2 separate regions of the Anas platyrhynchos genome follow, and region 2 is linked to region 1. The links are chromatin contacts, called in public Hi-C maps. All regions are on one chromosome and are shown on one strand. Each heading gives the region's core, a stretch centred on a gene start, on an enhancer-like site or on the middle of the called end of the contact. The rest is flanking DNA. Distances are from core to core; before and after follow the strand shown.

What was found. Hi-C and Micro-C count contacts between places; a contact is called where the count stands out from the background.
Region 2: a contact with region 1 is called in a Hi-C map of subcutaneous adipose tissue, with 2.1 times the contacts expected there. The contact joins two enhancer-like sites. A contact is called at or near these places in 4 of 8 Hi-C or Micro-C datasets (liver, skeletal muscle and subcutaneous adipose tissue).

The regions. Positions count from the first base shown.
Region 1 is chr3:25,598,128-25,603,220 of IASCAAS_PekinDuck_T2T, forward strand. No RefSeq gene overlaps it. Among named protein-coding and RNA genes, the nearest start is that of NEK2, 14 kb to the left of the region's middle. Within about 2 kb of position 2,449, at least 1 of the 8 cell types and tissues checked has an H3K27ac peak or open chromatin away from gene starts, as enhancers often do. A contact at or near this core is called in subcutaneous adipose tissue, where this site is marked.
Region 2 is chr3:25,668,374-25,673,466 of IASCAAS_PekinDuck_T2T, forward strand. RD3 (RD3 regulator of GUCY2D) reads left to right here. Exons shown (of 3, transcript XM_072035565.1): 3 at 2,959-5,093. The coding sequence ends at 3,256. Among named protein-coding and RNA genes, the nearest start is that of RD3, 24 kb to the left of the region's middle. Within about 2 kb of position 2,813, at least 4 of the 8 cell types and tissues checked have an H3K27ac peak or open chromatin away from gene starts, as enhancers often do. A contact at or near this core is called in subcutaneous adipose tissue, where this site is marked.

The DNA of each region.
Region 1 (5,093 bases), core at 1,199-3,698:
GATACAGAAATCTGCGGACATTTAGTGACTTAATACAACATGCATTTTTACTCCGTCAAAATGAAAGTACATAACTCAAGTTGCTGCCAATGATATGAGTCAGTTTTATGATACAGAAGAAGAAAGGTCACAGAGGTACCTAGCATTATCTAGCTACAAATTGTGTTATTTTTTAATGTAAGCTCTTTCTGGACAAGAAAAGATATTTATGAAAAAATCTCACTAATTAACTTTCATTTTTTGAGTGGTTCCTATCGTGACTGATGTATAACACTTCTTTCTGTTTCACCTGGTTTGAGCAGAAGTAATTCATGGGCCCAGTTATTGCTGCATTGTTCTCTACTGTGATTTATAAATATATATATTAATGGTCTTAATGCATGATGTCTGTGTCACTTGGCAACTGAAACTGGCTAGGACGTGACATGCAGTGACTGATGATTACTAAACAATGCAGTTTCCACATGCATTTTTTTTTGTCATAAAACATGCCACATGCACGTTTCTGAGGAATATGGCAGGAACCTAACAGGTGCTTGAATATTTGGCTAGAGCTAGTAATTTTTTCATTTATTCATACTAATCTGAAAAACTTTATTTGCAAAGATAGCTGCTGAAAACTTTTTTACTGATTAATCAGCTCTTTCAGCAGGTCTTGCTCTTGTAAGGTCAACAGAAGGAAGCTTATGCATAAGACAATTTTTTGCACGTATGTATCAGTCTAAGTCCCAAGGACACAACAGAAGCCCGGTAAAGCAGATGACAAGCTTCCCTTCAAATTCAGTGAAACCTTGGCTGGACTTCAACTTCATTAGCATGAGATGTCTGTAAATACTTACGCTTGTCTGCAATGTGTGGACAACGTCCATTGCCACAGGCACAGCAGGAACAATGCATCCATCTTATTCACCAGAAGTGAAGACAAGCCACTTCAGGTAGAGCTCTCAATCTTGGCTTCCACCAAATCGGACTTTCCTTGACAAGGAGTCACATCAATAGCCCTCTGGCAAGCTGGGGCACCACAGACCTCTCTGGAGTTGTATGTAGTATTAGGGAACAGTGAATGCATTTTTTTTTTTTCTGCTCATAATGCATTTTATCATCCAATTGCAACTAGAAGCAATATTATATATCTGACCTCTCAGCTCTTCACAGACCATCAGGGAATACTGCAGTGACCCCAGAGCTAGGTGCCTATTTAGGTCATCCAGGAAGTTTAGAAAATCCTGCCTGACAAACACAAGTGTAAAAGTCACGGACCAACCTGAGCACTAATTGCCATTTAAAGTCGTTCCTGGCTACTGCTAATCAATCTTTAGTTGCCACTAGGGAAAGATAATATAGACTTTCTGAGACTTGGATGATAACATAAACAAAGCCATCAGGGCAAATGGCAGATCATGACAGATAATGATTTCCTGGGAGGTGAAGCAAATACCTCCTATGGCAATGATCCACGTAATTAGCTTGAACTGGATTGCAAGTACTTTGTGGTTGCAACTAAAAGCAGGAGGAAGCATTAGCATTAAAGAAAATGATATAATCAAGGAAGTATTTGGTTGATTGGAAAAAATAACCTAGTTCTGTAAGAATTATTACAGGCTTACCTTTAGGGCACATTTTGAATTTTTCTCCCCAGGTGAACTGAAAGCTAGGAAAACCTTCTCACCATTAGGTTCGTTTCCAGAGGGACCCGTGTGATCAGAAAACAATTGTGTGATGTGCTCAAAGGGAGCTGTCTGCCCATAAGGCAGGCTTGGGCCTCACCCTCATACATGAGGTCACTTTTCACCTATTTTCCTTCAGTCACCCTCAGCCATGTGATGGGCACAGATCAACAGTGTGGTGAATACAGGCGAGCAGCCAAGAATGTGTTACTCAGTCTCTGCAGAGGATGCAACAAGCAAAGCTCCCTCCTTTAAATTTCCCACTCTTCTTCAAAGCTGAATTCCTGACTCAGGGCTTGATGCCTCAAAAGGAAACTAGAAACATGGGAACTTCACCTCCGTGCAAAGCCATGTCCAATGGACCTCCATTAGCACAAAGCAAAAGGCCGTGGAAGAATTTTTTCTAGTTACTGATCTTAACTAAGGTACTGAAAACAAGACCCTGCATTGCCTAAGTTCAGGGAATTTGTCTGGGCAGAGCCCTGAAAACCTTACTTCAGAAGCTTGGAAGGGAATCTGTGTATGAACAACCGCAGCCTTCACTTGTGCATGTTTTTAACCTCTTTCCCTGTTCATTTTGCTGTCTCACGTTCAGACTAAAGGAATCCACAGCAGACCAGTCTTGTAACTGCTGCTAATTTGCACTTGCTGCTGGCATGGCTGCGGGTGCAAACAAAACAGTTAAGTGTTGGCAAGAAGCGGTGGGTTAATCATGGTCTTGGAAGCCTGGTCCTCCGCTTGTGCTCCAGGGAATGAGCTCAACTGAACAGCAGAGCCCAGCCAAGGAACTCGGCCTTGGGCTCGTGCCAGGCAATAACCATGAGCTTTGTTTTCAAATCTGGCTCTGCAGGAACTTCTTATATAAAACCCTAGAAGCTTGGCTTAAGTTGACCAGCTGTTCTAATGGTCCCTTGCTTTTTTTAAATTTCATTTTTGACGGTTTGGATTCCAGCTGCAAGGCCATTTTCTGGAAGTGAAGTAGCCCTTGCTACAAGGGTCGATTCTAAGCATTATTGCAATGTTTTGCAGCGTTTGCAAGTGGCCTGCCATATCTGCAGTGCCCCAGTCGCATGCAAAACTCCCTGTCTGAAATGGGAACTGTTTCTAAAGGCTCCCTGTGTGCCATACAGGCTCCATGTCCTGCTTACCAAGATGTTTATCCACGTCTTCAGCTTGGGCGAACAGCCAACTTTCTTAAAAAAAAAAATTAAAAAAAATCAGCTTAATAAGGTGGAACTGAAGAAATTCCTATGCCATGGTGAAGTACTTTGAGAACAGCACATGCTGAATAATGCTATTTAGCTGTTCAGAAGTTTGGAGTTAGTGGACATGTAAAGATATCTCGTATGTAACCAATTGGCATTGGTACAAAGTTGGGGAAAAACCGTGTATGTTCTTCAGGGATGTATTTTTATTATCATATAAACGTGTACTGCCAAAGACGCTGCCAGCTTTAGTCCTGATCCAGTATCCCACAGTACCAGGCTGTGAACAAACGTTTTTAGTGGTCCTATAGTAAAATCACCAGTTGTTTCCTTATAGAAATTCAGAAGCATCAAGAAGAGAAACTGAATAAAACCAAATCTTTGCAGTGGTAAGGACAGCTTTCATCATATGCAAACATAGACCTGTCTTCTTTTGACTAGCCAAACACAAAATAATTAGCTTCTTCCCCAGTTTACAGCCTCATTCTTCCTGGTGACTCAGCCCTGGAAGAATGGTAGCTGCTCACTTTTTTAATGCCAGGGCAACTCTTATCAGCCTCAGCAGTGCTGAGAAACAGGAGGTGTATGCAGTGTTAGCATCACCTGCCCCTAACTGCATCTAACGCCTTCAAGACCCCTGGCTACTGCTGAGGTACTTTCCTGCCCCTGATAAATAAAAAAAGTACGAAAAGAGCAACAGACAATTCTCAACCTGACAGTTATTCTAGGGAAACTCATATTTGGGACTTCCATCACCTGTCAGTAAGGTTTTTGTTTACTTTTAAGCACGTTTCTAGTAGGAAAAAAAACATGCTGATGAGTTGTCTTTACACAGCTACTGGGTCATTCATAACTTACCAATGCAGGCTATTAGGTAAACTGGAAATCTCTCTATAGCAACATCCACCCTCCTCATTTTCTTAATTCATTTAATACCAGTCTTTGGGTTGACAGCCCGGTAGCCTGATTTCCTACCTTCACAGGAGGCGAATTCACTCTGAATTAACAGGGTGAGACCGTCACCATATGCACTCTGCTCTGTCTTCTCATCAGGGTTCCTCACACTTGTGTCACTTTTGCTTATTTGTTTTAGAAAGTGGTTACTTCAAAGAAGAGGAAGGATAATTTTAAGTAATTTTATACTGATTACTGAGAAGGTATCAAGTTATGATAATATTTGGTATCCTTTCTCCTCTTTTCATTTTGTTGGAGCTAATCCTCCTTTGGCATGGGAGCAGGAGTGGCTGTTTAAACAGCAGTAGTTTATTTACAGCTCCTGGGGGTTTCATTGTCTTATGTCTGGGGTGGTAGAAACATTAACCCTACATCAGCGGTGTAGGAAGCGAAGGATTTCCATGTAACTCCTTTTGCAAGGTGCATGTTCTACAGGAGAATTCTCATTTATGACCATTTCACAATCTCTTCTTCTTCTATGGGTTTTGGGGAGAATTTTTCACAAAATTGACCAAGAATCATTGGGGCCAAAAAGTCCACTGATCCCTTTAGTTGTTTTAAGGCCATCTCTTTGCAGCATATTCCTTCAGAGGTGTTCTCTTGCATTGAATCTTGTTACCTGGCTGCACGTACAGACTGGGGGATGGGAGGCTGGAGAACTGCACTGCAGAAAGGGAGCTGGGGGTTTTGGTCAATGGCAAGTGGAACATGAGCCAGCTGTGTGCCCTGGCAGCCAAAAGGGCCAACCGTGCCCTGGGGTACTCCAAGCCTGGCACTGCTGGCTGGGGGAAGCACTTGTCCTGCTCTGCTCTGCGCTGCTGCGGCCTCACCTGCAGTGCTGTGTGCAGGTCTGGGCACTACAGCATAAAAAGGACATGAAACTGCTAGAGAGCATCCAAAGGAGGGCCATGAAATTGGTGAAGGGTCTGGAGGGCAGGACACATGATGAGCAGCTGAGGCCCCTTGGTTTGCTCAGCCCTGAGCAGAGCAGGCTGAGGGGAGGCCTCATGGCGGCCTGCAGCTCCCTCACGAGGGGAGCGGAGGGGCAGGCGCTGAGCTCTGCTCTCTGGGGACAGCGACAGGACCCGAAGGAATGGCATGGAGCTGGGCAGGGGAGGGTCGGGCTGGGGGTTAGGGAAAAGGTCTGCACCCAGAGAGTGGTCGGGCACTGGGACAGGCTGCCCAGGGACGTGGTCACAGCACTGAGCTGCCGGAGCTTGGGAAGCATGCGGACAACGCTCTCAGACACGAGGTCTGATTTTTGGGT
Region 2 (5,093 bases), core at 1,563-4,062, 71 kb after region 1:
CTGGCTCAGGGTGGCTTTTGTTGATCATCACGTCGAAGATGTTGATGTTACACTCACACAACGTGTTACAGGTTAGCTCCCAGGAGCATCACAACTTGTTTCACAGACAGACAGGCCTTCTGCTCTGATGAGTAAGGAACCCAGCTGATGGATTTTCAGATACGGTTGTGCAGTTGCCAAGTTCAAAACTACTCCATGCAGAAGCACAAGGGTGTTCCCCTGCGCTAGAGGGCAGGCAGCCCTTGTGCAATGCTGTGGGCTTGACCCCCCAGCAGCTGTGCGTGGCGTGCTTTTCCCAGCAGTGGTGTGCAGGGCGCAGGCCCCACTCCTCCATGGCAGTGCTTTCATGCGCTGCGTGCTCTGGGAAAGCGCCCGTCCATGCTGCTGGGAAGTGTCTCTGGTGTGCAAAACCACCTGAACTTCGTACGTGGGCTGTCCCTGACCCAGGCATGCTGGTCAGCGGGCACTAGCAGAGGGACAGAGTTCATCCCTCTGCAGGGGGAGGAAGGGGCCCTTCTGTGTCATGGTGACAGTGGCTTTTCTGAAGGTGACTGGCAGACGGGATTTGGGGTGGCTTTGTTTGGTTTTTAGACTTGCTCAAATCCGTATTAAGCAGCTCGTGTGTCAGTCCTGGAGGGCCCAGAGGGAAATGTTAGCTGCAGAGCATGCTCACAGCGCAGTTCTCACTGCCACAGCTAAGCAGAGCGCAAACAGGCAGATGGCTGAGAAGGTGGGAAGTTGCACTGACTTCAGAGAACTGCTTCAGCTACATCCACCGGTTAGTAGCACCACGGCGTGACAGAGCTCTGTGCTCAGGGGGTGCGCTTTCTGCAGTACCACCCCTTTTTGTTCTTGTTCCCAGAGTTAGGTGCTGCTCCTTGCCGGCACATGCTGCTGTCCGCTCTGGGGCCACAAGCCAGCAGTGTGACAGCCTCCACCACCAGAGGCTCTGCAGAGGCCTTCTGCGTGCAAAACGAAGAGGATGTACTGGTAGATGGATGTAATGTGACAGCAGCACTCTTTAAAATACACACGGAGGTAAAATAATGGGATGACTCATTCAGTTCACCTCTGCAATGAAAGCCCTCTGAGGATGCTTTCCCCAGTATAACAATGATGGTGCGGACGTGAGTTTTGATGGACTCATCTGTCTAAGTGCCTGAGTAGGATAAAGGGAAAGTGTATTTGTTGAGAGAACTGCGTTTGTGGCTCTGTGACAACGCCACTGAAGTGCCTCCTCAGGAGGCAGAAAGGGGGCCTGCAACGTACAGCAAGTCTCTGCCAGCACTGTCGTGGGTAACCCTCAGGATGGGGAGTGATGAGGGCTAGGGCGAGGCAGGTCAGGAACACATCCTGAGCAACTGCGATGGCCAGGGAACGTGGTGGTGACTTTAGCAGGCGATCCTCAGGTCCCGGAAGGGGCTGGTACCTCTGCTGATGCTGCTTCCTCAGCACCGTGCAGTGCTGGTCTCTCCACAGCTGTATACAATGCTGCCAGTACTTGCTGTGAGAGAACCAGCACGGAAATGTCTGGGCTATAGCGTGGTGCTGGGAGAGGTGTCCAACACCAGCCCTCCACAGTGAGGGTCAAAAGGTGTAAACACACAGCGAATCTTTCTGTTACACCTTTGGCTTTCCTTCTGTCCTTGTTACCTTGGGTGTCCCTCGGTACCATTACCCAGTGCAAGTCCCTAGGGCATTGAACTCCCTGGTGTATCCCTTGGGCTGATTGGAAATAAAACCAGAGGCGGGATCTTACTCTATCAGCAGCTGTCTTACTAGGCTTATTTAAACACAGTCTCACTGTTTCCCATCATCATTCAGTTCTGTTAGAGAAAAATACCAGCACGCTTACAGACCTTGCACACTTCAGCTTCCATTAGGTATAAATACCTGCCTTTTGGTGAAGTTCTAGCTTAGCTCTAGTTGCCTATAGATTGTTAAGAAGTGAATGCCAATCAGAAGAGCAGCCTCGTTACCCTTTGTCATTAGCGTACGCTCTGAGAGAAGAGCAGGATATCTGCACAGCCAGTGCGGGAGCCTCGGGAGCTAGGGGCCAGGCGTCCAGAAGGGAACGCTCGCTTCTCGGCCCAGCCAGGGGCTCACTCCAAAACAACTGCCCTGCTCTGCATCTCATCTTCCTCGCCTACAAAAGAAACACTGGGAATTGTTCACTTCCCTCATATTGAGCTTAATGAATGTCCAAAATATGTATATATCTTCTGAGCTCTTTGCTGAGGAGGCACGGGAGTAATGGAGAGCTGTCTAATGAGATCCCGTACTGTGCTGCCAACCCGTGTGTTATCAGCAGAGCCACTGTTATCTTACAGACATCCCCAGGAAGACAAAATGCCATTTCGCCAAAATTTAAATATTGAGAAACAATCAAATGTATAACCAAGAAGTTTTATGGGGTAAGAGTCTGGCTAGTGGCCACTGGGTAATGCTATGGGGAAAGAGAATATGAAACATGGGAAGTCCGCTGGGACCTTCCCTGGTTTCTCCTCAGCTTCTGGTAAGCAGCAGTTCAGGCAGTATTGGAGCACGAATTTGCGTTTGGACAGTCGTGTTTAATCAGCACCGAGGGGGATGTTTTCCACAAACTCGTCTAGTTATTTTGTTCCTTATGCTGCTGATAGCACTGAGCTCTGATTTAAGAGGTGCTGTGTGAAAGGAGCACTTTCCGTTTCAAACGTGGCACCTTCCAGCTTTATTTGTTGCTCCTTATTGCTTCTTGTGCCTGTGAGACAGAGTGATTCACTGCTTCCTTATATTCTCTGGCTTTCTTGTGATCTGGGAGACCTTGAGCACATCTCCATGGCTCCTCCCTGGTGTTGTGCTTGATCCAAGGAGCCCCGTTTGGCGAGAGCATGCAAGTGCCAAGCCTAGCGCTGTGACTTGGCAGCAAGCCCCGATTTGCTGTTTTTAATCAAAGCTGTGCCCTGACTGTGCTCGCAGGTTCCGGCAGCTCATTGCTGAATACGAGCCAGAAGTGCAGGAAGTGTCCCGGCTCTTCCGCTCTGCCCTGCAGGAAGTGGCTGAGAAGATCAAAGAGGAGGAAGAGGCCAAGAAGCTGGCCAGGCAGTGGAACACAAAGAACAAAACCAGCCTCTCCCTAACAACGTTTAAATCCCGGTCCAGGATTTCTCCGTTCATCAGCGACATCAAGACCATCTCTGAAGACGTGGAACGGGGCACCCAGCCCACCAGGAGGGTTTGGAGCATGCCCGAATTTCGGAACACCAAGGATTACTGACTCTGTACTGAACAAGGTTTTTAGACAGCAATCTTTCAAACTCCCGGTTAACCCTTTTTTAGCTCCACCATTTTTCTCTGTTCCAGCTCTCCCTTCCCATCCGTCTCTCCCAGAAGCTGTGACCATAGCAACTGCTGCTGACGCCCGTGGTGTGACAATTTCTGACTAAACACGCTGGCCTTTCCTTTAATTTAGTAGCACTCGGTAACCTTACGGGCAAGGCTCACTTACTGTCTCCTTTTTATTTCTGCTTCCTTGTGGAAAATGAATTAGTTCTGTGCTGTCTCTGCTCCCTCTCCCCACAGCCTGGATGTGGTTCCCTACTGGAGCTGTTGCCCTGAGCTGGTCAGCACTGCGGGCTGGAGCTGTCCTGCTGAAGGCAGGGAGGCTGCTTGCACGAGTAAGGCTTGCAAGATTTTGGGTTTGGGAGAGTAGAACTGAACTTCCTTTCCAGCTAAGAACTCTTCTGAGTGCTGCAGCAGACTTCACAGGTAAAGCCCAGCACTGCTCCTGATCAGCTTTTTGCTGACAATTAGCAATGCAGCCCAAGCAGAAAAAGAGCCAGGCTTTTTGAGAAGGGAGACCAGCTTTATCCACAGCAACTGGTCTGTGCGTGCTCAGGTTCCTTGGCTGTTTGCTCCCTTGTGCAGGCAGAACCCCTGAACCTTGCCCCTGCAGAGCGGACAGAAGCAGAGCACGAGGGGTACCTCGGTGCTGCATCACAAGCTGTCCTTGCCCCTTGGTGTGCCCTGCCCTGCCCCCCAGTAACAAGCCACGGGGCTGAGATTAATGGTTATGGCTAAATCTGAAAGTACTGATATCACCCAGGGGTGAAGGGAATCAGCTCTCATGCAGGGCCCTCCTAGCACAGCTCAGATCACTTCAATACGCTGCTGCTGTGAGCAACTGAAGGGCTGTTCCCTCGGTCTTCTCCTGAGCACTCAGCTGAGAGCTTTCCTGTGTCACAGAGTGAGGTGGTACCGTGACAGAAGCAGCTTTAATGCAAACCCAGTAGCCTGTAGGCCAGCACAGTTCTCCTGAGGCCTTGTGTAAACAAGAAAATGCCTCTGAGGAGAGAGCTTCTGGGGTCCTAGTTCAGCATCCGCAGGGAAAACTCACCAGGAAAGGAAAGAGTGTCACAGAGTGACCTTCGTGGGTCCTGTAGAGAAGCCAAGGACTAGGAGGATGCTTTGTGGTGGCCAACAGGAGATGGGGAAGGAAGGAAGAGAGGAATCTCCCTGCGTGACTGGCTTCTGGGGAGTCATCCCAGTGGGATCCAGCCTCCTGGAGGGCCCTCTAGCTTTGTTGTTCTTTTGCCTGCTTCCAGCTCCTTTCCCCGGGGATCTTTGCGTCAGCACGTGGCTACTACAGCCAAGATAAAATCCTTTGAAGCCATGCCAACTCTAGGAAGAATTCCAGCACATGAAATTTATCCTAGAGTAGAAATGTGCAGTTTCTTTCAGAGATGGGGGAGGGCACCATAAAACAAATCAAGATGAGACCCTTCACAGCTCTCTGAAAGTCTGTGGGATTCTGGCTCCTTCTCTTGGCTACCCAAGACTGAGCACGAGGCTTCCTACTAGCACCAGGCTGTAGCTTCTAGCCCCTTGGTGAATGCTGCCACCAGCACCCCTCCTAGGGCCAGAGCAGAGACTTATTTCTAATCAAAAACTCAGGGCTTCCAAATAGAGTTTGGGATGGGCTATTCCACCTCCAGGTCACTGAGGGAGATTTAAAGCCTTGTGACAATCAATCAGCTTGGTGTTGTTCAGCTCTCTGTCCCTGTGAAGTCCTGGGATTGTGTATGTGAAGTAAAACAAAGGCTTGACACGCTTGG